Regions from separate parts of the Mus musculus genome. Here region 1 is linked to region 2. A link is a contact called in public promoter capture Hi-C data. All regions are on one chromosome and are shown on one strand. The core of a region is the stretch at or near the end of the contact, and the rest is flanking DNA. Distances in the headings are between cores, read along the strand shown.

Evidence for each region. Promoter capture Hi-C pulls out the DNA fragments that hold promoters and counts their contacts.
Region 1: a promoter capture Hi-C map of hippocampal neurons shows a contact between it and region 2, with 10 times the contacts expected there. The contact joins the promoter of Ankrd24 here to the promoter of C2cd4c in region 2. A contact is called at or near these places in 2 of 39 promoter capture datasets (hippocampal neurons and liver).

The regions. Positions count from the first base shown.
Region 1 is chr10:81,632,289-81,635,396 of GRCm38.p6, reverse strand. Ankrd24 (ankyrin repeat domain 24) reads right to left here and starts at 1,698. Exons shown (of 20, transcript NM_001374016.1): 1 at 1,642-1,698; 2 at 644-730; 3 at 402-532; 4 at 239-327. The coding sequence starts at 1,680.
Region 2 is chr10:79,612,442-79,615,286 of GRCm38.p6, reverse strand. It overlaps C2cd4c (C2 calcium-dependent domain containing 4C), which reads left to right and starts at 1,269. Exons shown (of 2, transcript NM_198614.3): 1 at 1,269-1,530; 2 at 1,949-2,845. The coding sequence starts at 1,976.

The DNA of each region.
Region 1 (3,108 bases), core at 449-2,948, 2.0 Mb before region 2:
CCGATCCTCGTACTTCCACACAAGTGCTGGGATGGCAGGTGTGCGCCAGCAGTTCAGAGGACAGACCTTAGGATTTCCCTCATGTTTGGTGAATGTCCTACCTACTGAGCTACAGCCCCACTGTGGACAGTGAGCTCCCACTGTGGACAGTGAGCTTCCACAGTTGGACCTGTGGTCCCTGCTCTGCACAGCTGATGCAGCCCTGCCATCCACCCAGGGACGGTCCTTCCATAAGTACCTGCTCCATCCGTGCTCATGACATCGGCACCTTGAGCCAGCATCACTTCCAGACACCCCGCCGCACCCCTCATGGCTGCTAAGTGGAACCTAGAGGCACGAGTCAGGGGTCAACCCCAGAAGAATGTCCAAAGCCACCCCAGCCCCAGGGCTTGGACACTCACGCAGACTTGCCCTCGGGGTCCAGTTTTGTAGGCACCAGCCCCTTGTGGGCGATCAACGAGGCCACTCTGGCCACATCGTTGTTCTCCACTGCCTGGAGCAGTCGCTGGTCACTTTTGCCCCAGTCTTGGCCCTGCGGTGGCACACCCAGAGGTGCGAGGGACTGAGTGGGTCGATGTCCTTTCCCCACCAAGGAACAGGGGCAGTTGCTCCGGGCTCTCCCCACCCACCCCTGAGCACTTGCCTGGCGCCTGCCTCTGGCTGCGGGTTTTGGGATAGGGCACCGGCCACAGGGTGGGCAGGAGCTGAGGTCGGTGGGGCTGAGCCGGAGCTGTGGGATAGGTGGTCCTGGGCTGGGGGCCTCAGACAGTGTCTCTGAAACCTGCACCCCCCAGCGTGTGATCCAGGCCCACCACCAGGGCAGCTTCCAGATATCAATCCTCCTCAAACCACCTGTGTGTGCCTTAATCCAAAGCCAGTTTTGAAAGACAGGGTACAACTTTTTTTTTTTTTTTTTTTTTTTTTAAATAGCATGTCTCTTATGTAGACCAGGGTAGCCTGAAAGTCACAGAAATCTCCCAAAGTGCGAGGATTTCAATGATCCAGCTTTGTTTTTGTTTTTTGAGTCAGGGCCTCAAGTAGCCTAGGCTGCTGTCAAACTCCCTGGGAGTCAGGATGACCTTGAATTCCTGAACTTCCTGCCTCCCAGTCCTCGAGGCTGGGGTGACAGGTGTGGAACATCACACCTGGTTTATGTAGTGCTGGGCATGGAAGCCAGGGCTTGGTGGTGCCAAGCTCCTCGTTCACAATTATTTTACTGTCTTAGTTTTTTTGAGACTGGGTGTAACTAAAATTAAAGATCCCCTGCCTTAGCCTCCGAATGCTGGGATGACTGGCCTTTTCCAAACTATCCTCCAGCGCCCAGAACCTCGCTCCGTCCTTCACAGCTGCTCAGCCAAGACCATCGCCCCCAGGTAGCATCAAGGCCTGGCCAGCAGAACTGCAGCCGCTAATGTTTTTAAACTCACTGCCCAGGAACATGGACAGTTCCTGAGTCACTCACTGTCCACAGTGTCCTCCAAGACCTGCATCCCGCAACGGCCTGCTGACCCCACGCCTGCACAGACACGCCTGCCCTCAACACCGCCCTCCACTTCCCGCCCAGGCTCTACAGGCGCCCCGCCCTCTGCCGAACTTCTTTCTAGGAAAGAGGGGAAGGCGCAGAGGGACCCAAACGCCTACCGCGAAGGAGGCAGCAGCACACAGGCACAGCTGCTTCATGGCGAACCGCAGGAGGGCGGGGCCAGATCAGACCACGCCTACCTCCTCAGACACGGGGCTCTGCCCTCCTCCTGTGGCACACCTCTTCTCCAGACTCAGCACCCTTCCTCACCAGGCTCAGGCACAGAGCCCGCCCAGCTTCCCCCTAGATTTCAGGCCCCTCCCACCTCTTCCACGAAAGCTCAGGGCCCGCTCACATCCGTTCTAAGTTCCAGGTTACTCCCATTTTCCCCAGGCCCGCTCGCCCGCTGCTATATAGTGCTCTCTTCCCCACCACCCCACTCCTGCACCGACACGCTCCATCCCGCTGAAAAGGCTCCGCCCCGCAACTCCATGATGGTCCCTATCGGGTGTCAGCCCGCTAACTCCTCACCTCCAGCTCACCTTACTTACAATGATGGACATCATTCATTCAGCCATCACCTTCCAGTCTTCATTCATTCATACATTTATGCCTATCTTTTCATTCATTCATTCGTTCATCCATCGTTTCACACATTCACTCTCTCCAACAGTCATTATTCGCACTTTGCTAATGTTTTCATTCACCCATTCGCTCATTAATTTCCTCACCACCCATTTACTAACGTCTTTTCATGGGCAAATGCATTGGCTTACTCATCCCTTCATTCACGCACACATCCTCTCACCCATTCACTCCTCCAACCTACCTGTCCACCCATCTACTCTTTCATTATTTACTTCGCTCCAGTAGCTCTCAAGTCTCACTCCAAACTTGAATCCCAGGTCTGCCTCGCCATTATCCACCTATGGGACTGACCTAGACCTCACCTGTTGGAGCCTCCGCCCTCCTCATATGTGCAATGGGGTTTCACATAGACTTTCCAGACACAGCTCCGGAGGGCCGTGCAGAGGCTGAGCAGAACGCACCGCCCTGCACAACAGGCCTGGTACACCATGAGTACACAATAAGAACTGCATTTCATTCTTCAGGCACATGCATCTGGACCTGTGCACAGCTTCCAGGCTGGGTCAGAGGAATCTTTAGATCAACTGGAAGTGGGGGTTGCAACCCCCGTTTCTGGCTCTAAGGTGTGTGGGCACTTGTCTGCCTTGCCTGAAATTAGAGCCCTCTATGCAGGACCCACAAAATATCCCTGGGCCACAGCCTGAGACTCTTCTGTTCTACATTTATCAAGTGACTGCGGAATGACTTTCTAGCTCTCTGGCTTCTGTGCATGTAAGTTGGCACTGTAGAAGCTGTCTTGGAGACGGAGCAGCAGGCAGGGACACACGACAGGAGCTGTGGGATGAGAATCCCAGAGAGGCAGAACTTGGGGAGAAGTGAGTCGTTCATGAAATTGCCTTGCACAGGTGGAGATATGGTCTCCCTAATAAACAATAAGCAACTCCTGCCTCTGTGTCCCATAACACTCTAGATACTGGTGTGTCCCTCTCTGCAGAGAG
Region 2 (2,845 bases), core at 20-2,519:
AAGCCCAAGGCACCTGGTTCCTGGGGGCTGTGATCCTGTAGCTAACCTTAGGTTGAGCCTGGCCTTACCCTGCTAGGTCTCTTTTGCCATGGCTGATGGATGGCAGTTTCTTCCATTGCCCTCTAGATTTCCTGTTACAAGATTTTTGTTTGTTTTGTTTTTGTTTGGTTTGAGACAGTCTCACTATGTAACCTTGGCTGTCCTGGAACTTGCTATGTAGACCTGGCTAGACTCACATAGAGATCTGCCTGCCTCTGCTCCCCTCCCCCTCCAAATGCTGGAATTAAAGGTGTGTGTCACCACTCCAGGACTGTTATAGCTTTGTCATGGAGAGCCACACACCTATATTGTCATTCGCCGGTGTGTTGTTCCATGGCTACCTGTTTCATTGGTCACTAGGATAGCCATCAGACTGTTCCCAGCATCTGGGTCATTTGGCCATAGATGGGTACCAGATAAATGTAGGCCCATGGAAGGTGTATTACACCAAGTACCTGATGCTGAGCTGTGGAAACCCAGCCAACAGTGACCAGGCCTTTCTCTGGGTGGGTTGTTCTCCTAGAGTGAAATTGTCACCTCATCTACAAACGCTGAGGATGACTGACTCCCTGCTGGGTGGCCATGGGAACCAGAGATGGAGAAGGTCATGTAGAGGCTGATTGGGACTCAGTTCCCAATTCCAATCATTAGAGTTATTATTATTGGTTGAAGACCAGCTGGCTAGTGAAGGGATCTGTTGTGTTCCCCAGAGCTGAGAGGAGAGGCTGGGACTAGAAGTGGTACAGCTAGACTCAGCTGGATTCAGTGACACAAGCCCCGCCCCTCAGCTCCCCTTCCAGACTCTATGTATTCCATTCAGTCTAGCATCAGGAGGCTTAGATCAGTAGTCTGGGTCTTGCCCAGGACCACAGGCTATACAAGTTGGTATCACCCCTCACCCCTCACAGAACTCTTTCTCTGTACCAGGAGGCAATGCCCCATCCACCCTGTACCAGGCAGGTGGTTCAGTGCTACCAACCCTGCCCCTGGCTGGAACAATGTAGTCCAGACACTCCTGCCAGCTCCGCCCCTTCTTCAGGCTCCACCCTATTTACCAGTAGCTCCGCCTCCCCCCTCCTCAGCTTGAACCAGGAGACTGTCTCCTAGGCCCAGCTCCGCATGCAGACCCGCCCTATTTATATTAGGAGCCCTGCCCCCGATTCCCCGCCAGTTCGGGAGGCCCCGCCCCTCGCGGATTGCGAGGACGCGGGCGCGCGGCCGCAATCGGAGGAATACGGCTTGGTGGGCGGTTTCCCGCGCCGAGAGGAGAGCTGGCCACTGCGCTACCGCCTCGCTCGCAGCTGCGCCGGGCTGTAGCCTAGCTCCGCGTTCCGGAGTCGCCGCAGCCCGTGGGGCAGGTGAGCCCAGCGCGCTCCGCGCTACCCATACCCGGCGCACAGGGAGTCGGGGGCGCGGTCAGTTCGCTGCACCGGGCCCAGGGCTGTCGCCGCCTCCCCCAACGCACAGCGCAGCAGCTGAGTGAAGCCACAGGTGGGTGGCAGCTGGGGGCGGGGCCGGGATGCTCAGGCCTGTGGTTCCCTGGGGGGACCCCGATCCCCTGAGGTGGTGGTGGGTGGGTGCGCAGGATACAGGCCGGGCCCAGCTCGCGTGGGAGACTGACCCTGCTCAGGGCGCCCCAAGTGCTCAGCGTGATCCTACACTACGCTGGCTTCAACCCTAACAGGTGGTGACCCCTGAACCAGGTGTCAAGCCCATGGGGCCCTGGCGGATGACTCCCATGTACAGTACCACCCCCTGACATCCCTGACAGTCAGTTGACAGCTGGGCATAAATGCCAACTTCTTGATAACCCTAAGGTGACCCCTTAACACAAGTCCGACCCTTTGACAGCCCTGACAGGTGACATTTGAGCACAAGTGTCACTTCTGACTCCTATTTCTTTCCTCAGACTCCTGGTCTCTTGCCTGTCGCCCTCATGAGAAAAACCAACATGTGGTTCTTGGAACGACTTCGGGGGTCTGGGGAGAACGGAGCCAGCCGCGGTGAGGCTGGGGACAAGTCTTCCAAGGGTCCCTTGTATAGCAACGTGCTGACTCCGGACAAGATCCCCGACTTCTTCATCCCGCCCAAGCTGCCCTCTGGCCCCACAGAGGCTGAGGGACAGGCGGACCTGGGCCCCTCCACCTCAGAGCAAAACCTGGCTTCACCTGGGCCCCGTCGAGCACCTCGCAGTCCCCGGCTGCCGGCCAAGTTGGCCTCAGAGAGCAGGAGCCTGCTGAAGGCAGCCACACGACATGTGATTCAGATAGAGAGTGCGGAGGACTGGACAGCCGAGGAAGCCACCAACGCTGACCCCCAGGCGCAGGGTGCCATGTCATTGCCCTCTGTGCCCAAGGCTCAGACATCCTATGGCTTTGCCACACTGGCCGAGAGCCCCCACACCAGGCGCAAGGAGTCCCTTTTCCACAGTGAGCACGGGGCCCTGGCCCAGGTCGGATCCCCTGGTGCTGGCCGCCGGCGAGCAGGGGCCAAGGGCAATGGAGGTGATGGGGGATCCCGGGAGGTTGGGGGGGCCCTGATGAGCCCTAGCCGCTACTTCAGTGGCGGGGAAAGTGACACAGGGTCCTCTGCTGAGTCGTCCCCCTTCGGGTCCCCTCTGCTGTCTCGCTCTGTATCGCTGCTCAAGGGCTTCGCCCAGGACAGCCAGGCCAAAGTGAGCCAGCTGAAACAGTCGGTAGGTCGCCATGGCTCCCTGTCTGCGGATGATAGCACACCAGACACCAGCCCAGGTGTCCGTCGCCGCTTGTCCCGCAGGGCTACCCCGGAGCCAGGCCCGGAGTCTGGC